Regions from separate parts of the Mus musculus genome. Here region 1 is linked to region 2. Evidence: chromatin contacts called from public promoter capture Hi-C data. All regions are on one chromosome and are shown on one strand. The core of a region is the stretch at or near the end of the contact, and the rest is flanking DNA. Distances in the headings are between cores, read along the strand shown. Region 1 holds the start of D930028M14Rik (RIKEN cDNA D930028M14 gene). Region 2 holds the start of Cxcl17 (chemokine (C-X-C motif) ligand 17).

Region 1 (4,587 bases), core at 60-2,559, 260 kb before region 2:
CCTGAGGACTCAGATGGGAGGAGGCAGGGGGAGAGGTCGAGGGTCAGGCCACGGCCCCTCAGCTCATCTCTTTCCCCTCCCCCTTCCTAACAAAGGGAACAGCAGACCATCGCTGGGGGTGGGAGGGGGCTGCCTGGTAGTCAGAGGGAAGCCAGAGAGGGGCTGTGGATGGCCATGGGCAGGAGGCAGGGTGAGGGCTGCCTGCCCCTCCTCTGCCCGCCCTCTCGGGTCAAGGCTAAGGTGATTCCTCAACCTCTCCAGGCTGGGAGGGGAGGACGGGTCTTCGAAGACAAAGAATGGGAGCCCCAGGGAGTTGGGGGCTGGCAGGGAAGCACCTGGGACCCACTATTTTGACTTGGGGAGGGACAGCAGGCACCCTCCCTCAGGCACCCTCCCTCCCGGTTCTTGCTTTTCCCCTCCCGTCAGCCCCGCCTCCCATCTGCAACAATCCCTCTGGATCTCAGAGCTGAGGCAGGATTCGGTTGGGGTTGAGGGGGAAACTGAGGCCCAAAGAAGGGGCAACAAAGTCACAGGGAGAATGTTGCCCCACTTTGACCTTCAGCTTCTTAGCCTAGCAAGGGAAAGAGCCCCTCTCTCCCAGTCCTTTCTCTTCCGGGTCAGGGCTGGCCCATGGAGGGGGCAGGTAACAGAAGGCTGCTGGAAGAAGGGGGGGGGGGAGGCTGAGGGGCTAGAGGGGTTGATCTCTGTATTCCAGGCCAGCCACGGAGGTTGAGGGACCAAAAGACCTTAGCATGCTGTCTCTGGCCTGGGTCTGTGGTGAGAGTCAACTGGAAAGGACAGGGTAACCTACCCCCACCCCAGTACCTGGAAAGAGACCTTCAGAGAGGGTTCTCTCCCGCTCACTGCCACATAGCAAAGGTGGACCCACAGCCTGGACTGCCCACACATGACACCTGCCCAGCCTGACAGTAGCTGGCAAAGAGGAGCCATGGCTGGCAGCCATCCTGACTATGGAATAAAAAGCCACTGGAGAAACAAAAAAGAAATGTTCAAAGCCTGGGGGGGCTACGCTCTCCTGCCAAGGCTGAGGGGGCTCTTGGAGAGAATAAGGGCCGCAGCCAAAAGGAAGTGGGGGGCAGGGCATACCCCTTTTCTGGGGGGGGGCTCAAATATGCTTCCACAGCTTGTCCAGGAGACCCTAGATGTACCCAGGACTAAGGGGTCCCAGCTGCCCTCCCCCAAACCTCCCCTCCCTTCTCTCTCTCTTTCTCGCCGCTATCGACCGACCAGGCTGTGACATGGTGGATCAATACAGCAGGGATATAAAGCCGGCTGGCTGGCTGCCTGCCTCTGCCTCTCTCTCCCTTGCTTCTCTTCCTTTCTTTCCCGGAGCCGCACCCAAGCCCCCACCCCATGTACCCCTTACCCCTACCTCTGGGGGGGGCCAGCCATCACCCCATACTCCCCTACTGCAGGAGAGTTTAGGGGGGCTGAGAGCTTGGAGAGCCAGGAGAGGGGGTGAGTATGGGGGTGGGCAGGGAAGCAGATGGGTGTGGGGGGCTCACATCTGCAGGCGAGGTGGCTGGGTAAACTGAGGAACAGCTGTTTAGGAGGAAAGGGAGCACCCCCCTCAGAGGGATGGGGCCCTTTGAGGGTAGCTGAGGGTGAGGGATGAAGCCTTGGGTGGTGGGCAGGGTTCCTGGCTAGGCAGGGGGATGGGGAAATGCTGTTCTGAGCCTGTGGGAGAAGGGAAGAAAGGCCTGGATACTGGATTTGGAAGGGCGAATGGACAGAAGCAAGAGGGGGCACCCTGGGCAAGCCTGGTGTCTACCTTCAGGACCTTGGCCTCACCCCAGAGCCTGGGTTGAATGAGCTGGGGTGTGGGTGGGCTTTCTTAGGGAGGTAGACAGGATGTCTCAACCAAGGGGCTGTGGAGTCCGAATGGATGCCACCCATGGAAGGTGTACACAGGTCCTTAAGCTGTGTTAGGGGACTCCAGAATTGTCTCCTGACCGCCCTGACCCTCGAGCCATGTCTGTGTGTGACTATGAGCCTGTGGGGGTTGTCCTGGGGATGCTGGGGCTTGTGCATATATGGCCATGGTGTCTCCATGATTACTGGGTGTCCTCAAATGCCCGTGTGGCCCTTGCGGGGATGTGGATGAATCTCAAGATGATACTCTCTCTGTCCCTAGGAAGGGTGGTGGCTAAGTGTCCCTAGTGAACCGGATTGTGGTGACATGTCCACGCCTCTGGTGGAGTGTGTCTGAGTGTGGGTGTTTTGGAGTGAGTCTGTATGTGTCCCTGTGTCTGTGTCGTGCGGGGGGGTGGGGTGGGGGGCTGTCCTTGGGCTTCAGAGCCTGTTTGGTCCTCTCTATGTGCATCGAAGGCTCTATATGAGTGGTAGAGACTCCGGTGGGTTCACTCTGTGTCTACCTGCTCCAGATGACCCTGTGTGCTGATGGTCAAGTGCTCTCTCATCAGTGGGATGGAGGCTCTGGGTGTGTCCCAGTGTGTGTCACGGTGACTCAGTGTACGTGAAGGGGGCAGAGGTCACATCCCTGAGTCTGAGTGGGGGAGGGGGTGGAGCAACAGAGGCTGCCACCGAGACACTGGCTAGTGTGGTTTATGGCTACATCATCTCCACATAGAATATAAGGGCCAGTCTGCCTTCTTTCTTCCCCTGCCAGAGGCCCCAGAGCCCTGCCAGGATGGGCTCAGTCTCCCTCCCTTCCTTCTCCCACCTTGGGTGGGGTGCGCCTCTGTTCTTCAGCACCCTCTGCTTTGGTGGACACTACCTCAACTCCACCAAGCGACCTCCGTCCCTCCCAACCCCCCCAGCGCCACCCGCTCCCCCCACCCTCCCCCCACCACAAGTCCAGTCCAACCCAGACAAAAGCAATTACTCCTGAGGTAGGATGTGAGTGTGGGTGTTAGAAACAGAAAAAAAATATAGTGGGGGGAAGGGAGGGGGAGGGAGACACACACACAGAAGCAGGGATGGTCAGCCAAAGACCTGGAGAGACAGGGATGAAGAAAAAGACAGAGGGAGAGAAGGAAGGACAGCTAGAGCTACTCGGGGCAGAAACCGAGAGATGTGGATGGACAGAAACATAGATCCAGGAGACAGAGGCAGCAGGGGAGAGCCATGGAAGGCCAAGTAGAGAGACCAGCCAGAGAAGCACAGTAAAAGAGAGCAGGGGACACAGGAATGAAGAAAGAGGACAGGGGACAGTGTGAGGGTTGGGGGAGAAGACATGTGGGGAACCCCAGCCAGGGTCAGCCAGAAAACACAGACAGGGAGAAACACAAAGAGTAAGAATGAGATCTGACAGGGACAGATGAAAGACAGACGCACAGACAGAGGTGGACGGACACTGGTGATGTAGTGAGAAACCCAAGCCAGCAAAGACAGAAAGCGCTGAAGAGAGTTCAAAGCCTTCTCCTGACAAGAGCACCCGCGCGCGCGCGCGCGCGCACACACACATACACACACATATACACGCTAGGTAGGCTTCCTCCCCACCCCCAGGCCAGAAGTCAGGTGTGGCCAAGCCATCCCCATAGCCCTTGGTCCCCCAGAGCCAGAATGAGGAGGGGACAGATGCTCTCAGCTGTCAGACAAGAGAGCTGGGCACAGTACATCCTCGCTGCCAACACCAGCCAGTTAGTGTCACCTACGTGTGCCATATACCACATTACTCACGCTGGATGCCCAGAGAGGACACAAGAACCCCTGCAAGGCCCTTCCTTTCTGTCTCACAGCTGTGCCCTGCCTGCCTAGTGCCCTTAGCTCCTATCTTTCCTCCTTGGCACCAAGCCAGTGAGTGGCCTTGTCCTACCACCTATGGGGTGTCTTCATGCACTCCGGCTTGGGGGGTACACTTCCTGCCCTTCCTACTTGCCTCTATCTGCTTTCCTGTGCCCTACCCCATTTCTACTGCCTCCCTTCTCTTTTGCTCTTCTCAAGAGCTCCCCAATATTCCTCCAAAGTCAGATGGTGACCCCTCTGGACCTCCTGTTGGCCAGGTACCTCAAAAGGAATGCACTCCCTAGCCCTCCCCTTTGCTGGGGGAAAAAGAGGCTACCTCCAGTTCTTGTCCCCACCCCACCCCATACCTCTTTTCTTGCCACCCTGGCCCTTGCCAGGCCCCCACATTTTCATGTGATCAGCTCTGAGGCCAGAAGCTAAAACTCTATTTACACACCTCCAGACTCAAAGAAAGAGGAAACACTCAGGAAGGGATGGAGAGATGGACAGAGCTGAATGCCTGTGGGAAGCACGGAGAGAAGCAGAGGACTATGGGAGGCCAGGAGCAGGAGACCTGTGGGCCTGGTGAGCGGCACAGACCTCTGCACTCGGTGGGATTCCCAGCAGGCCTCGCTCCAAGCTCCCAGGGTTACTCTGAGGTCCGCCTATGTTGCGGATCAGAGCTCTGAATTCTCAGCCTGCCTTAATTTGCTGTGGGACTGTCCAGGATTCCAGGGACTCACGGATCCTAGCCTGATAAAGGTGAGCTTTCTATTTCTCCCCTCCCCCACATCTGTAAGCCCCACCCTGTGGGTAAGAGATACTCCCAAACTACAGCTGTTTCTACCCGCCCTGCCCGGAGACGCCAACCAGAGA
Region 2 (4,218 bases), core at 1,279-3,778:
TCTCACAAGAGAGAGCTATATCTGGGTCCTTTCAGCAAAATCTTGCTAGTGTATGCAATGGTGTCAGCATTTGGAAGCTGATTATGGGATGGATCCCTGCACATGGCAATCACTAGATGGTCCATCCTTTCATCACAACTCCAAATTTTGTCTCTGTAACTCCTTCCATGGGTGTTTTGTTCCCATTTCTAAGAAAGGGTAAAGTGTCCACACTTTGGTCTTCGTTCTTCTTGAATTTCATGCGTTTGGCAAGTTGTATCTTATATCTTGGGTATCCTAAGTTTCTGGGCTAAAATCCACTTATCAGTGATTTTTTAGCTTTCTTAACTGGAGGTTTATTTACTATTGGTGATTAGTGGATAGAGGCCCACACAGCAAAGCATTGTTCACCACCACACTGAAGTAGTAAACTTGGTCCTGTAATCCCAGCTATTTGGGAGGTGGAAGCAAGAAGATCACAAGTTCAGGGAAGTCTGGGAAATAATAAAGGTCATGCATCAACCAAAATAGGGGCAGGCAGGTGGGCATGGTGGCCGTGCACACCTTCAGTCCCAGCACTCGGGAGGCAGAAGCAGGTGGATACATCTGAATTCAGTGCCAACCTGGTCTACAGAGCAAGTTCCAGGACAGCCAGGGCTACACAGAAAGACCTTGTGTGTCTGCAAGTGTAGCTGGCAACATACACACAAGTGTACACACAGCCCAGCCAAGATCCACTTCCCAGACCTTCCCAACCTCTCCTGGAAAAGTCAAAGATTTTCTCAGAAAAACAAACAAACAAAAAATAGAGGCATGGCTGTAATTCAGTGACACACTGCTTGGTTAGCATGCATGGGCACCCCCCTCCCCCATACACACACACTAGCAACAACAAGAAAAAACCAACACTATCATACCTTGGCATATGAGTCATAGAAGTGAATCATTTTGAACTTAGAAACCTGAGCCCTTAGCTAATATTGATTGTTATGTGGGATAGTGTGAAGATTATGGGAACAATGCATCAGTTTGTACCCCCAAGGTGGTTAAGGTTACAGTCTGCAGGGCAGGAGAGGTAGAAGAGGTGCCCCCAGTGTGAGACAGACCATGATGTACAAAGAGTCCTGACTGAGCTGTGCATAGTCAGCGTGGAGAGCAGAGGAGTGGAAAGGTGTTAGCCTTTGAATTAGATGTGTGAGTAAAGTTGAGCTGGTTTGAAAACACAGGACCTGTTGGGGATCAGCAGCCTAGTATGGTTGGAGCATAAGTGCATCTTTGTGAATGAAAGAAAGTGGACTGGAAAGGTGTGTTGTGACTAGAGCTTTGAGTTCATGGGGAGGACTCTAGCCCTGGTGCCCATATAGTGATAGAGAAGCCTTCCCTTCCAGAGTGGCCACTATGGGCCCCAGGACTGAAGAACTCAGAGAACTTTCCCTACAAAGGAAAGAAGTTGGACATTGCCAGAGGCAGGTGATCCTGGATTTAGGATCACATGATGCTGAGTATGCCACAGAGTACCTCACCCACAGGAGAAAGGTACATGGATAGAGATGATCTTGCTTCTGTGTGGTGGCTCTGTGAAGAGCTGGGAAACACTGGCTGTGGTGAAGACTAGAACAGATTCAGAACCTCTACCGAGTCTGCTTCAAAAGGGACAGACCATTCAACCAAGCCCGGGATGACTAAAATGTCTGCATGACTACTGCCTGCTAATAGGACTGACCTGGTTTGTATCATCACGAGCTTACTTGGCATACTCTAAAGTTATAGGACTCCTCATTTCTTTGCCTTCCACCACAAGCCTCCCACCCCCAGTTGAGCCCTGAGAAAATCTGTGACTTTTCCAGGAGAGGTTGGGAAGGTCTGGGAAGTGGATCTTGGCTGGGCTGTGTGTACACTTGTGTGTATGCTGCCAGCTACAGTTGCAGACATGTTGGGAATGTGCCTTAAAGTTTACAGAGTCCTTTGGGATAAAGAGGGTCCTTTCTTTTTGCTAATGAGGATTCTGGTACTGAGAAAGACTAACTTAATTACCCCAACTTGTTGCTAAAAGAGTATTTTAATGCACTTGTTGTTGGGTTTGCCATGTTTTCTACCCCATTTCTTCCCCACAAAATCAAATTAATCTTTGGTGTGCACATGGTTCTGGTGAAGTAGAAATTAATCTTGAGCCAGGCATGGTGGCACACCTATAATACTGGGACCCAGGATACTGTGGTCGGAAGAGTCCAAGTTTTCGGTCAGCCTGACTACATATCAAGAGCCTGTCTCAAGGGAGAGAAAAATAGAAGGGAGGAGGACGGACAAAATAAAGAGGAAGGGAGGGAGAGAAGGAGAAGAGAGAATATCATTTCATTGTATTTACCTGGGTTCGGGCTGCTGAAGACCATGGACATGAGCATCACTGGAAGCAACAGAAGGAAGGGAGAGGCTAGAAGCTTCATTGTGGCTGTCTGTTGGTTCTTAAAGGCTGTGTGGATTGTCACCAGTTAGAGGCTTCTGATTTCTTGTAACTGCTCAGGTGGAGTAGTGTCTACAATTTAATCCTACACAAGAACACCCTTGGGAAATCAAGAGCAGGAAGGCGGTGCTGGTCAGTTTAGTACCAGATTGGACCAGGTCTTTACGGGAATGTGGGAGGTAAAACTGGCCAAACAAAAGAAACCACACTCCAGAGAAAGGAACAAATGACTGACACCTTGGCATGTGTGTGTGTGTGTGTGTGTGTGTGTGTGTGTGTGTATGTATGCTTGACTCCTCCCCCACTGTGGGGGGTTTCATTCTCTAAGCTTTTTTCTCACTTGAATTTCCGTGTACCTTTTGGCTGTTTAGAGCAAAACCGAGGCACTGCAGGCTGACAAAGAGAGGCTGACAGCTGCGCTTCCTCTCTCCACCCATTTGTGATTGCCAGCACAGTAGATGGAAGTGCTACTGCCTGGACAGTTGTCCTGTCCTCGCACTGTTGACAGATTCATCCAGTTCCCTAGCCACTCACAAGGGAAGCAGAGTTCAGTTAAGAAGACGTTCACTTTGGGTGTGCTGGTGTGTGCCAGCACTGGAGGCTGAAGAGGGCTTTGAGTTTCCCCTCCCCTCCCCTCCCCTCCCCTCCCCTCCCCTCCCCTCCCCTCCCCTCCCCTCCCCTCCCCTCCCCTCCCCTCCCTTCCTTTCCTCTCCTCTTCAATTCTCTCTCTCTCTCTCTTAACAAAGAAAGAAAAACAAAAATGAAGGGCTAGTGGCTGCCTGGCGAGTGAGCTGATGATCTAACTTCAATCCCCACTGTTCACAGGAAGTAGAGAAATCAGTGCATTGTCCTTTGACTGCTATAGTCATTTGGTGCATGCACACTCCCCTCATCCTTAAATAACTGTAATGAAGAACGAAGGGCTAGGGATGTAGCTTAGAGATAAGATGCTTGACTAGCATGCACAAGGCTCCAGGTTTGATTCTCAGCACCATAAATAGCAAATAAAAACAAACCAGCAACAATGCACAAATAAAATCAGAGTCAGTTATCTTTGCCTCCAAACTCTTTCCTGGAGCAGTGGGGAAAACAAAGCCTCCTCTTGTTCATCAGGAAGTTGGCTATGGTTTAGTTGCTCCAATTTACAGGACACGGTGTGTGTGTGTGTGTGTGTGTGTGTGTGTGTGTGTGTGTATGTGTGTGTAAGATCACCAGAGCTTCAGGTCCAGGAATATATGAACTATAGGCAAAAAGGGATTCTTGAACTGTGTTGGTCCAGGTTGGTGGAGTTCTTGGTTCAAGGCAAAAGGAGAAAGCTGATAATGCCCACAGTCAACATTAAAGACGATTGTGCCAGCCAGCTCACGAGGGAGGGGAGCGTTTATTTCTGAAACTTGCACTCTTAGAGGTGTTATTTCATGGCCTGTCTGCCCTGTCATTTTTGAGCCTGTGCTGAGATACATCATGGAGAGAGTGCATAGTGGAGGAAACTGCTCACTTCTCGCATCTAGGAAGCAAAGAAGATAGCAAGAACCATAAACCTAATAGTTCATTTAAGGGTGTATACGCCACCATGACATAACTGTTTTCTACTGAACTCTGTCTCCTAAAGGTTCTTCTGATCTCCCACAGACTGGCTACCCAGCCTTTACCTCATGGGCCTTTGGGAAGCACTGAAGATCTAAATTATAACAATCTTGGAACATCAGCACTGAATTTGGTGTCTATTTGAGGGACTTTAAGACTGCCAAAGCAATAGGGATTGATGAACTTAAATA

What was found. Promoter capture Hi-C pulls out the DNA fragments that hold promoters and counts their contacts.
Region 1: a promoter capture Hi-C map of stem cell-derived epiblast-like cells shows a contact between it and region 2, with 6 times the contacts expected there. The contact joins the promoter of D930028M14Rik here to the promoter of Cxcl17 in region 2. A contact is called at or near these places in 11 of 39 promoter capture datasets (the 3T3-L1 cell line, the C10 cell line, the HPC-7 cell line and 6 more), 2 of 115 datasets of contacts at active chromatin or transcription factors (embryonic stem cells and pancreatic cancer cells) and 1 of 9 other capture datasets (embryonic stem cells).

Annotation. Positions count from the first base shown.
Region 1 is chr7:25,151,148-25,155,734 of GRCm38.p6, forward strand. D930028M14Rik (RIKEN cDNA D930028M14 gene) reads left to right here and starts at 1,310. Exons shown (of 3, transcript NR_045847.1): 1 at 1,310-1,479; 2 at 4,175-4,473. It also overlaps a transcript of Pou2f2 not described here.
Region 2 is chr7:25,410,358-25,414,575 of GRCm38.p6, forward strand. Cxcl17 (chemokine (C-X-C motif) ligand 17) reads right to left here and starts at 2,529. Exons shown (of 4, transcript NM_153576.2): 1 at 2,345-2,529. The coding sequence starts at 2,423. The region is part of intron 3 of 4732471J01Rik (RIKEN cDNA 4732471J01 gene); the gene reads left to right.